Linked DNA regions of Rattus norvegicus: region 2 is linked to region 1. The links are chromatin contacts, called in public Hi-C maps. All regions are on one chromosome and are shown on one strand. The core of a region is the stretch at or near the end of the contact, and the rest is flanking DNA. Distances in the headings are between cores, read along the strand shown. Region 1 has its middle 140 kb from the start of Irs2. Region 2 has its middle 89 kb from the start of Irs2.

What was found. A called contact is a pair of places that touch in the nucleus more often than the background predicts.
Region 2: a contact with region 1 is called in a Hi-C map of liver, with 2.5 times the contacts expected there. The contact joins two enhancer-like sites. A contact is called at or near these places in 4 of 12 Hi-C or Micro-C datasets (hepatocytes, liver and psoas muscle).

Annotation. Positions count from the first base shown.
Region 1 is chr16:85,044,848-85,051,575 of GRCr8, reverse strand. No RefSeq gene overlaps it. Among named protein-coding and RNA genes, the nearest start is that of Irs2, 140 kb to the left of the region's middle. Within about 2 kb of position 4,230, at least 10 of the 93 cell types and tissues checked have an H3K27ac peak or open chromatin away from gene starts, as enhancers often do. A contact at or near this core is called in hepatocytes and liver, where this site is marked.
Region 2 is chr16:85,098,096-85,104,823 of GRCr8, reverse strand. No RefSeq gene overlaps it. Among named protein-coding and RNA genes, the nearest start is that of Irs2, 89 kb to the left of the region's middle. Within about 2 kb of position 2,438, at least 8 of the 93 cell types and tissues checked have an H3K27ac peak or open chromatin away from gene starts, as enhancers often do. A contact at or near this core is called in hepatocytes and liver, where this site is marked.

The DNA.
Region 1 (6,728 bases), core at 2,981-5,480:
TTTGGCCTGCATCACTCCGAACAAATTCACTTTTTGGTCCCTGCCCAGTGACCATTGTTAAAGCTGTCTTACCACAATGTGATGTGGTAAAATAATTACCAGGAACCCCACAGGGCGGAAGCTGACAGCACATGGCACAGCACCCACTTTCTGTATCTAATAAACAATTCCTGGGTGTTGTTTTGTGACACCCTGAGTTGGCCAGGATGGGTAAGACATGCCTCTACCTTCAAAGAGATTCCAGCCTAGTCAGAGAGTAGACAAGAACACAAGAAGTTGTGTAGCTACAACATCTCCACTCTAGTCGGACTGAACCACTTCAGTTGTTAAAGCTTGATTCTCAGGGATGGAGAGATGGCTCAGTGTTTAAGACCACTGACTGCTCTCCCAGAAGTCCTGAGTTCAATTCCCAGCAACCTCTTGAGGGCTCACAACCATCTGTAATGGGATCTGGTGACCTCTTCTTGTGTGTCTGAAGACAGGGACAGTGTATTCAAATATATAAAAATAGATGAGTATTTTAGGGTTCTTCCCAAGTATCCCTGACATCTTCCTGTCCTTTGCTTGTGAAACCCTGAGGTGGTCTCACCTCCATGCCGGGACACATGTGCAAAGCCCCTATTTCCAAAGAAAGCTGCTTCCTGCGGTTCCAGGATTGCAGGACTCCATGGGGCCACGAAAGGCTGGTCTTTGAGTCTAACTTCCAGCTTCCATGGAACTTGTGTTCCTCCCTTTCTTTCAGCCTTGAACTCACAGGCCTCTGTCTCAGCTCCCAACTTATGCCCACTTCGTGCTTTCCTTTCAACAGTAGCAGCTGAAGCTTGATCCACACCCTCCCTCCCTTCCTCCCTCCCCCTCCTGGTCAACCTCCCCCTCCCCTCCTCCTCACCCCTTCTCTCCTTCCTCCTCTTTGTCTCTGTCTTCAGACACATTTGTTTTTATTGTTTAAAACAGTGTCTCCCCATGAGTTCCAACACTGTCACTTACAGTATCTTCCCATCAACCTTTCCCCTTTCTAACTGTGGTTATATTTTCCCTCATCTCTTCATGTCTGCTGCTATATTTTGTGTATGTGACTGTATTAGTTTGGGTTTCTAGTGTTGTGATGAAACGCCATGACCAAAAAGGAGGTTGGGGAGGAAAGGGTTTATTCAGCTTACATTTCCACATCACTGTTCATCACTGAAGGACGTCAGGACCCGAACTCAAACAGGACAGGAACCCATCAGGACAGGAACCTAAACAGGACAGGAACCTGGAGGCAGGAGCTGATGCAGAGACCATGGAGAGCTCATGGAGTTTGTTCTCATGGCTTGCTCAGCCTACTTTCTTATAGCACCCAGGATTACCAGCCCAGGGATGGCACCACCCACAATGGGCTCTCCCGAATTGATCAGTAGTGAGAAAATGCCTTACATCTGGGTCTCACAGAGGCATTCTTTTTCTCAGCTGAGGCTCCTCCCTTCCTCCCTCCTCTCTAAGGACTCTAGCTTCAGTCTTTGATACAAAACCAGCCAGTACAGTGGCTAACACTTTAGACACTGTGAGGTTGATTCTCTGAACTCTTGTTTTCTTTACGAAAGATGAACATCAACCCGGCAGACCGTTGATGTGCTGGTGGATGACTGAACTTTCTGGGCTGCTTAAATTTCATGAACCTAGAGCAGGCTTCATGTTCTGGAGTGGAGGCAGCCCTCTGTCCGGTACCTATCTTCCATGATCCCAATAGTCAGAAAGCCTGGGAATTCAAACTTGTCTCTTGGTACCCAGTGCAGGATGCCTGGCTCTTGTAGCAAAAATGCTCTGCTGAAGCCTGCCCCTGCTCAGCCACACCGAAGCTTCAACCAGCCCTCTCTGCACACTTGGAGCTCTGTATGAGTCCTTTGAGTGCTTCTCAGTCACACCAAGTGCCTCACAAGTCGACACTGGGTCCACCACCCAAGGAGGTCACAGAGCAATGCATCTTCCCAGCTTCCCCTGCTGAGACCAGCCCCTGCAGGAAGCTGCTGAGCCCCAACCTCCTCCGTGGACCACCCGGGCCAAGCTTGCTATATTGTATCCATGGCTCAGGGTTAGGGTGTTTGTTTGTTTGTAGTTTGTCTTTGAGATAAGCTCTCCTTTAGCCGAGACTGGCCTTACTCTATTCCTCCTGCCTCCCCTCCCAGATGCTGGGACTTTAAGTGTCTACCACTCTGCTCACTTGCAACCCATTACCAGAGAAGATCAAGCCAGGGGCAAAACTCCATTCAGTATTCCCCACCCACACTCCATTGGGTTTTCCCCACACTGGTTTCAGTCGATATTTTGTAACTTTCTGGGGTTGGAGAAATGAATGATAAGTTACTATTTTTCCTTTTGTTTATCTCCTTCTTTCTCTTTCCACTAACCTCTAAACTAAATCAAAGACTTAAACTTCATGAACTCTGCCCAGGCCGGTTTTCTCATTTTCTTGCCTTTCAAATTGTTTTTGATGTTTCTTTTAGTGAGGAGTGTAGGAATAAAGATTCAAAGAGAAATGTGAATCCCCAGGAGCCTAATCAACGGATCCCCTCCATCCATCCAATTCCCGGTGTTGCCATGTGACTTCACATCTGTTCCCAATCACTGAGACTATGGAGAACCTGGTCCTATAGTAGTCAAGTGTCAGGGAGTTGGCACTTTAGAGAACATGGTTCCTTAGATCAAACTGAGTCACGTTTCTCCCTTGTCCTTTCTGTCAAGGATATGAGCAAATGAAGTTCTCACTGCCCCCCCCCCCAACTCACCTGAAGCTACCTCAACAAAGAAGCTGAGGTCCCCAAATCCAAAGCCAGGCATTCGTGACAATCTCCAAGTTAGTTGTATTCAGGAAAGCTAGGAGCTGCCTACCAGAGTGCTTCATGTATGGAGTCTGCTATAAAGATCCCAAAGGAACCCCAAGACTCCAAAGGACATGGCTTTAGTTTTGATGGTCCTAGTAGGGAAACTCACAACTGTGACAATCACCCAGACCCTCGTTGACAGGCTCCTGGCTGACTACTACATTCCTGACTCATGGGGATGAGAACTTCTCAGTTCCCAAGAGCTCATGCTGGGGATGTATCTTTTATTACTTCTCAGGGAGAATCTCACAGCAGGAGACTTCAATATCCACTCTTCTTCTTTGGTCAAACATGCTCACTCTGGCCTCAGGGCCCACTACTCCTTCAACCCAGTGTTCCTGACTTGGTATCCTGAAACCTAGTCTGAGCCCAGGACAGAAGCCTCCTTCTAGGAAGCCTTCCTGACACCCCAAACTCAAGAAGGGTCCCTCTTCTGTGTTGTCTAAATGTCCATCTAGTCTCGGGCCTACAGATAACACTGCAAAAATTTGCCCAGTCCAGTCGTGTCGAGTTTGGGGTTGCCACACAGGGTGTCCCATAAGACCACTTGGAGTTTAGAAAAGCGACCAAGACGGGTCAGTCTGAAGAGGCTGCTTCTGGGGCGCCAAGGACAATGGTTTTGATTCCCACGTGGATAGTCCATTGCCTGTCTCAGCAGAGGGCCACCGTAAGCCAAAGCCTGGATCTTCTGAAGGTCATGGCAGTGTGGATGGAATGCCGGAAGACAGGGAGAGAGGTGACATTAGGTCTTCAGGCATGTGTCCCGGGCAGCTGGGCACCAAGAGGCCAGAGACCATCTCTACCTGTGGACAGTCCCACCCCCGCATACTTCATCTATTGACCTGGGTTTTGCACATGCTTTTGGCTGGTTCAGCTGCACCTTACAACTCAGTCTGGGGACCAAATCATCCTTTGTGACCTTATGACCTTGTTTACCCACAAGATATCTGTGCCAGGTTCCAAACAGCAGATTTAACCTTGAAACAGGAACAAAAGTGGTTCGCATGTTGGGACCGACTGAGGGAGAACACCCGCCTGATCCTGAGGAAAGCAGTTTGCCACTCTTGCCAGCAGTGATGGGAGCTGCGGCTCTTGTCAAGAAGGAAGGCGTGTGGATTTCTACATTTAAGATGGTAGTGGGGGGATTTCTTTGGGGAGACAGCATCCACACGAACACTAGCAAGTGAAGCTTAGTAACTGTGCAGCTGAAGAAGGGGATAAGAGATGGGCAGAGTCGTCCAGGAAAATGAGGTACGGAGGTTTTAAGCTGTGCACCATGGATCAAAGCCCAACGCTCCAATAAGACGCTGTCCTCATTAATAGGACATGGTGTCATCAGCTTATTTTTAGCTCAGGAACCGGAATGCTCTCAATATCACATGACCCAGTGTGACACAGGTGGCCAGAAATTAGGGCAGGTTTTGTTTTTCCTCTCCCAGGGTGCAAAGTGCCCGGTTTGTTGGAGAAAAATAGGAACACCACCTTTTCATCGATGCTTCTATTTTTCCTGACTCTGGGATGTAATTTTTTTTATTGAATATACGCAGGGCAGTGTGGGTTGAAAGGCCTTTCTAAGGTTAAACAGATGATAAAGCCCTTCATGGGAAACAGTGCAAACCTGAGGCCGGGAATTTGGCTCACCCTACAGTGCTTGCCTACGGAGTGCACAGCCCTGGGTTAGCAACGACACAAAGGGGCTTACTCTGTGTTTCCTACTCTCCAGTAACACCCCCTTCTCCAAGTTGGTCAGCCATTTAGAGCATTTAAAGTTCTAGAAGTTCAATGGTGCTCACCAACTAAAGCCAAAGAATCATCAGAGGGGGGTCCCAGTGGAGACCTGAGGGGTGACCCTAACCCCAGACACTCCCAGTTCCGGGAGGCTGTGGCTCCTCTGGTTCCGGGCTCTTCCTCCACCCTTAGGTCTCATGTCCTTCTCAGTGTGAAGCTGTGCTTGACAGGTGGGAAAGAGTCTCCAGCCTTAGGGAATCAAGGGATGGCTTTGGACCACCGGGACAGCACCGGGACATTTGCGGAACCCCTCTGCCGTCCCAGGAAGGACCCAGTCATTATAGAATGGACATCTTGGGAGCTGGAGAGATGGCTCTGTGGTTAAGAGCACTGACTGCCCTTCCAGAGGTCCTGAGTTCAATTCCCAGCAACCACATGGTGACTCACAACCATCTGTAATGAGATCTGATGTCCTCTTCTGGTATGTCTGAAGATAGCTACAGTGTACTTACATATAATTAATAAATAAATAAATAAATAAATAAATAAATAAATAAATAAATAAATAGAATGGACATCTTGGAGGTTGAGACAACTATAAGAGTTCTTCCCTACCCCAACCCTCCCACCCCAGTTGCAAGTTCACATGTGTTTTGAGCTTTAGGAAAAAGGACACAGTCTCTACCAGCCTCTGTACCGTGGGAGGAAAAAGCAGACATCTAATTCCACCATTGCCATATTTCTCACATGGAGGGTTAGAAGCATTTTATTCAGAGACTCTCAGCATCAGTAAAGATAGGGTGCCCTGTGTCCAAACAGGGTCCAAAGCCTGTCACATATGCACATGCTCATGCACACACACACACACACACACACACACACACACACACACACACACTCACACGTGCACTGTCTGCGTCTACTCTGCTACCCAGGCACTCTGCTGATACACTTGGCTCTTGTACACAAGATGCCTTTCCTTCTCTTTCCTGATGCCCAGCAAACAGCTTGCAGGGAGCAGCAGGGTCCTGCCCAGTCTAGGGCTGACTTCACCACGCTCTACCATCTCCATGACTTTCCCTGTTGCTGTTGGCATGTTTTGTACTGAGGCAGCATGATGCGGGGAGGGGGTGCCTTAGCAGGCCCACGCTGAGGCATGCCCCACCCCAAACTACCAGCCACAGGACAGGTCTAGTGTGAAATGATGCTTATGTGAAGCATGAGAAGGGGGAGAGAAGGGAGTGTAGGCAGAGAAAGAAAGGGGACAGAGAAGAACAGAGAGAAAGAAGGGAAGATGCGGGCTGGGAACACGTGGAGAGACAGAGAGGGGGAGAGACAGGGGTAAAGGAGGAAGAGGACAGAGAGGGAGGAAGGGAGGCCAAACAGTCCTTTTATAGCCAGGCTCATACTTGACTGCTGCTAGGTAATGGTTGGGTGGAGCCTAGAAGAAATGCTAACAACATTGGTTCCATATTCTTCCTGACTTTAGCTCATGGTCCAGAGCATGTGCTCCTGTCCTGGCCTGGTGTTTCTTTATAAATCCTAAAGGCCTTCCAGCCTGATTAAACAAATTCTCCGTGGACTTCCCCACCACAGGGCATCTCTACTGTTTGCATCCCCAGTCTTGGCTTGTGGTGACACCACACATTCAGGCCGCCATGAAGTCCCACGGAGATCTCGGTGTCAGGTTATTTTCTCTCCTAAAATAAGCTCTGGCAGTAAGCTGCCCAAATCTTTCCATTCTGTCTTGGAAATGCCTTCTGAGCCCAACCATTGTTTTCCCTAAAAGATCTGGTGTCATAAAGACAGAAATAGTAAAACAACCCCGTAGGAGAGAACAGCAGTATCAATTAACCAGACCCCTCAGAGCCCCCAGGAGCTAAGCTACTAACCAAAGAGCATACATGGGCTGGTCCATGACTCCTGCTACATGCGTAGAAGAGGAATGCCTCATCCGGCATCAGTGGGAGGAGAGGCACTTGGTCCTGTGGAAGCTTGTTGCCCCAGAGAAGGGGGATGCTAGAGGGGTTAGGTAGGAGTGGGTGGGTGAGGGAATACTCTCTTAGAGGCAAAGGGGAAGGAGGTGAGGTGGAGGAATTCATGGAGAGGAGACTGAGAAGGGGGATAACATTTGAAATA
Region 2 (6,728 bases), core at 1,189-3,688, 55 kb before region 1:
CAATGTGTTGGGAAGGCCACTTATATCTTTCTGTAGTAGATCAGCCTTGAATATGACCTTGAACAAAAGAGACAGAGAAGACACAGTTCCACCAATGAAGACACAAAGCCTGAGGAAGTCACCTCTAATCCCCAAGTGGACCTTTCTAATTCAGACAAGAAATTGTGAAGTCACCCTAGTCGAAAATAGCTTAGGGACACCTAAAGCCCACAGGTAAAAGGTAGACACAGATTCCCCAGAAGAACCCAGGGAAGTCATGTGGGTAGCATTTACATGCATCTGTGTTACCCACATTATCTGCCTACCATCTTTCTGTCCGTCTATCTCTGTTATCTAGAACTTTGAATGTAATTATGCAGGTCTGTATCCGTACGCTGTCTACACACTCGCTTACTGTCCATATGCATGCCAGTCCTCATCAATGTGTTCATTATAATGGCTGAAAATAAAGGTGTCAATTGGGAGAGCATTCAGTCTTAAAGACCAAGTCTTGTGGAATTCAAGTGGCTAGGTGAATACCAGTTAAGCCCAATGATAGTCCAGGCATGTGTGGAACCAAGAGCACCACTCTGTAGTGAAGGGTTACAGCTGAGCCTAGCCTAGTACTACTGTTGAATTCTTACAGAGTTAGCAGTGCCAACAAGACCAGTTATATTCTGAGGCTCGTTTGTCTTGTACCATTTGTATGGACAGTTTCCTGTCGTAGCATTGAGAAGCCCAGGAGAAATCTGAGAAATGTGGGTTAAGAACATCCGAGTTAGACAGTATTTCCGTGAAAAACAGGAGCAGTAGGTTACAGTATGGGCATATGGGTGGGTGAGTGCCATGCATGGATGGATGGATAGATGGGTGGATGGATGGGAGGATGGATGGATGAGTGGGTGGGTGGGTGGGTGGATGGATGGATGGATGATTGAATGGGTAGATGGGTGGGTGGATGGATGGATGGACAGGTGGGTGGACGGAGGGATGGGTGGGTGGGTGAATGGATGGATGGATGAGTGGGTGGGTGGATGGATGGATGAATGGACAGGTGGGTGGACGGGGGGATGGGTGGGTGGGTGAATGGATGGATGGATGAGTGGGTGGGTGGGTGGATGGATGGATGGATGGATGGATGGATGGATGGATGGATGGATGGACAGGTGGGTGGACGGGGGGATGGGTGGATGGATGAGTGGGTGGGTGGGTGGATGGATGGATGGATGGATGGATGGATGGATGGACAGGTGGGTGGACGGGGGGATGGGTGGATGGATGAGTGGGTGGGTGAGTGCCATGCATGGATGGATGGATGGACAGTTGGATGGATGGGAGGAAGGGTGGGGGGACGGATGGATGAATGAGTGGGTGGATGGATGGATGGATGGTAAATGTATAGATGGAGGGATGGGTAGAAGGATGGATGGATGGACAGTTGGATGGATGGACAGATGGATGGATGGGCAGGTGATGGATAATCGATAACAAATAAGGGACAGATTATAGATAATAGATAATGATGATAGAAAGATGATAAATGAGAGATGAGAGATGGAATTGATAGATAAATGATAGATAATAAATAGATTGATTGATTTATGACAGATAGACATGATTGATATATAGATAATAGGTAGATTGATGATAGATGTGACTGATAGGCAGATAATAGATAATAGGTAGGTAATGGATAGATGATTGGTAGAAGATAGATAGATGATGATAGAAAGATAGACAGACAGGTAGACAGATAGGAGAGATTATGGAGGCAAAGAGATGGAAGAGGGTGTCTATGAGTCAGTCTGAAGCCAGTGTTCTTCCCACTCAAGAATCCTCACTGCTAATGCCAAACCTTCTGGTCATCAGATGAACTTCTCTGTGTGACAGAGGGTCCTCTGCTCTACTCACTGATGCTATGGTGTTGATTATGAATGGTCACCACATCACAGCAGTGTCTACTCCACCACTCAGGGATGGTGATTGACAAGACCGCAGCGCGCACACACACACTGAAACAGCTCAGAATCACATGAGCTTTGAACCTAGGCAGACTGGGGCGACTCTGCTAAGCAGGCTGGGCCAGGGATAGCCTTCCACCTCACTTTCCTCCTCTGTAGCATGGGAAGAATAAAAATACCACTAAGAACAGGTGCTGAAGGAGTTAAGTGTGTACTCAGAGACCACAGGGTTTTGTTACCACCCCTTTGAGCATAGGAGGTGGCAAAGCAAAGAAAATGGGGTGAGGCTGAGAGTCGGGAGAGGGCTCTGAGAGTCAGAACAGAGTTCTGGGGGATGACCCCTTTTTTAAAAGCAAGGGGCCCTGGGCTGGAGGATGAGACTATCATAGAGATGTCCCTCTGGGACCTGTCCTAGTTTGACACAATTCCACAGACTACAAGCACCCGATTAGGATCAGGAATAGCCACCTCTGCCTGTTTGCTAAGGACAGCACCTCCCCTGGGTGTGCTGTCCATCCTCACAAACAGTACTGAGGTCATGATCTCCTTCCAGCACACTGCCGACACTAAAGGGTGCCATTCAAATCCCTTCCTTTCTAGGAACAAGCTAATGACTTGAAGCAGGGTTTTCCCAAGCTCACGAGCTGGTCCTGTTCTGCTGCCACCCCAGCTGATATGCCTCCAGCAGAATCCACGGAGCAGAGAAACAATAAAACCCAGTGCTTTTACTCCTGAGAGTAAATCACGAGGCACGGAACAGGTACAAATGTCCCCGTGACCTACAGCTCTGACGTGCGTGTGGCTGAGGTCACGGCTGACTGGTTGCCAGAGGTTCCTGGGTGACTGCAGAGATCCTGTATCATTGCTTCGCTGTTATGTAAGGGCCTTGACTTGAAGGGCTGCCTGTGCTCTTGTGAGGACAGTCGCTGTCCTCCCGCACCAGCACTGGGTCACAAGACACAGACCTCCGTGTGTCAGTTTCACATGAGGTCATCTACCAATTTGACCCATGACAGAAATGAAATCTGGCTTTCCTGGAGGACCTCATTTGTTACCCTACCGTTAGCTCTCTGGCTGTTTCATTTGATTACAGGGTAACTGAACTCCTAATAATATCACCAACCAACCACATAAAAAGGGCAGCCATGTGTCTACGGGGCAGCTCAGGGCCTCATGGTTCCCTCCTCTTCTTGTTAGTTGAAAATAATTCTTGAAGGGGTGGAAAAAAAACATTTCAAAAAGAACTTTTCTTTTCCCAGAGATTTGAAGCAGGATGTTATTATGCGTCCTCTATTACATTAGGAGACTTTATTAAAACCATCTTTCTCTAGCCTTTTAAATCTGAGGCATATAGCACAGTTGGCAAGCATACAAATACCTCCATAATGACGAACAGAAATATATACGTGTTTGTAACAGGCACACTATTGTTCTTCTAAAATATGACCCTTTTTCTATACGTTTTTTCCTTCTGGCATCATGGGAAAATAAGCCTTAGATCATTTGGAGATTTATCACCAAACACTTGGAATTCACGGAGCGAAATTGAGACACGGGTTCCCTTTCAGCTTCTAGCCTTCGGTTGTTTGGTTCACGTTGCTTAATTGAAGCCCACATTTGCCAGCCAGGTGCTCCAAAGGGACTGAAATCACTGAATTTACCAAGTGTGATTTCATACTGCATAATGTGCTTTGATGGGCTCTCGTGGGTGCTACAGAAAGCCAGGCAAGCAATAGGCTCCCTGATCTCACAGAAAGTTATATATATTTTCCCACAGCCTTGATCATTTACTGTGCTTTTGATGAGTTCCCGGTGTGCTAAGCACCCGCCTGGTGTAAGTGTATCAGCTATCTGTTGCCTCAGCAATGCTGAGGAACAAACAGGAACGGTCAGTTAAACAAAGCGTTCACTGGATCTCCACCTCTGGGTCTCTGCTGATCTGAGTTCTTGCGAAGCAGTGCAGACCGTCTAGCTGGCTCTTCAGGCCTAGCTGGACTTCCTTGCAAATGAGGGTTTTCAAGGTGATGGCTTGCCTCTGGTGACCTCAGAGAAGAGGACTGAGGTTCAACTCTGCTCCCTTTGCCTTTCCTTTGCTCAGATAAGTTCGCATGGCCAGACAGCATCAGAACAAAGAAAGGCCAACAGACACAGACACCTGCTGGTCTCTCTGTCCTTTGAGATGCTGCTACTCACTGGCTATAGGCAGTCACCTGGCTAAAGTGAGAGAGAGGGTTGCAGGTGAATGGGGAAAAGTTTGACAAGGAGGCAAATGGATGGGTGAAGAGCTGTGTGTGCCTACTACAGTGTGCTCCTAAAGGCTCGTTCTGGAGAACAGTGGGGTGCAATCCCAGAGGAAGAGAAGTGTTACGGACTGAGCATCTAGGAATGTTCCCTGGTGGAGGTCACAAAACCAAATGCACACCAAGACATAAGACATCCCAAGGAATTGCTGCCACACTGTAGCAGTGACCAGCGACACCTGAGGGCAGGGGCTTCACATCTACCTGATCTCTGTTTCCTTCTTCCTATTGTTTGTCAAGCTTTGTACCCCTCAAGAAGAGTTGGCTATCCCCCTCCTGCTTGTATTCTTCCTCCTCCTGTGTGCACAAACACTGCCAGAGTTAACTAATTCCTTCAATGCATTGTGCAATTCTAAAAGAGCACTTTGTAAGTGGAGACAGGATTTCAGCAAGTCCATCCTCTGATACTGAAACTCCAAATCTCTCTAAGAAGTGAATTCCTCCTAGTTTTCTGGGATGACTGACTAACCCTGTGTGTGTCCTGGGTTGTCTGAGAACCAGTTATCAGACCCACTTTCTGTTCTCCCTAAACCTAAAAATAAAGGGGCAATTAAATAAGTTTGCCATCAATAGCAACTGAAATGACCGCGTTGCTAGTTTCCATCTGGTATCCACCAGACACACAGGAGTGTTAGTTAACTTACAGAATGTGGGTTTAAATTCATATGTGTACACACCTGCAAAAGGGAACAGGGGTCATGAGGGGAAAGGGTCTTAAGTGGAGGGAAGGTCAGTAATGGAAAAGCCTGGGGGTGTTTAGGAAGAGGAGGGCAGTGACAGAGGGACTGTGGCAGTGGGAGCAGGGCAGGGGGAATGAATAAGAACAAAGTCTAATGGCTCCCATCCCTTCCCTCCCAACTTTAAGCTTTTTTCCTTTCCCCACTGAGTTTGCTTTGTCTTCCCTGACAACCCTGGGAGTAGAGCCTGCCCTGGTGTATGGTCAACCTAACCAAGGTTACATTGTTAGAGAAAATTGATTCTCTCTGTGGTAGTTCAAATGAGGCTGGTCCCTATAGGCTTATATATTTGAATACTTTCCCCCCAGTTGGTAGAACTGTGTGGGAAGGATTAGGAAGGGTAGCCTTGTTGAAGAAGTTTTGTTACTAGGGGTAAGCTTTGAAGTTTCAAAAGCTCATATCAGGCCCAGTTAGTGTTCTCTCTCTCTCTCTCTCTCTCTCTCTCTGTCTCTGTGTGTCTCTCTCTGTCTCTGTCTCTCTGTCTCTGTCTCTGTCTCTGTCTCTGTCTCTCTCTCTCTCTCTCTCTGTGTGTGTGTGTGTGTGTGTGTGTGTGTGTGTGTGTGTGATGTTTATGGACCAGAGCTGAGCTCTCAGTTACTGCTCCAGCCAGAGCTGCACCTGCCTGCCCTGTGTAATGGTAATTCCCCTATAAACCCTTTCTTCTGTAAGCTCTGGTCATGGAGTCTGTTTATAGCAATAGAAAAGTAGCTAGCATACCTTCTCCTGGCATCTATCAAATGCCAATAGCTCACCAGCTAGTGGTGGGATTTAGTGTCCACCTTCCCACTCCGTGCTTGGATTTTATGTGATTGGAGTTTAAAGGGGTCTCATGTGTGTTGTCACAAATGCTGGGAGTTCATATGTGAGATTCCTCCATTGTGTTAGGAAAGCACTGTTTCTTTGATGTTATTGATATCTCTGGGTCTGAAAATCTTTTGGGGATGAAAAGATCTTCCACAAAGATCTCTGTGCTTTCAGAGGAGTAATGTAATACATATGTCCCATTCAGGGCTGAGACACCACAGCCTCTAATTCTCTGCACATTAACCGGTTTTAGGAGATCTCTGCGATAATTACCATCTAGCATAAGAAGGAGGAGCTTCTCTGATAAATGCTGAGGAATGCTCTCTGTTCTATGGGTATAGCAATAAGTCATTAAGAGTCGAGGCTGGGAATTGGCACAGATGTTTGAGGGAAGAGTTCTTGACTTCAAGTTACCTCCATCCATATTCCCAGTCTCACCTGCCTAGGAATACTCACTGACATTTCCAGAAAATCCACTTGCCTCCAGTTGCCCAGCAAAAGCAGCTCTGCTGCAGCCCAGAACCACAGGACCAGCCAGCTCAGTGCTGGCCCCTGGGTCTTTTCAGACTGTGTGGACAAAGCACCCAGTTTCATAGACTTGCAAGCTCAGAAAACTGCAAAGTAGCAACCATGGTCCCATCTATTCCTCAGAGCTGAGCTATTCATATCCATTGGGTTTCTGAACTCACTTACCCTTTCACAGAACATCATCTCTGTAGTGTCTTCCCATTGGGACAGCTGGCCCTTTTATATTCTTATAAAGACACCAAATTCACAATCATGTCCTGATCACCCCCCAACCATTAGTGCTATCACACTGTGGTTGGGCTGTCACATGGGAATTATGAAAAAACATTGACATTTAGACCTAGGCAGAGATAATTGACAGGTAGGGTAGATCAATAGATATATAGATACATGACAATAAACGATACATACATAGATAA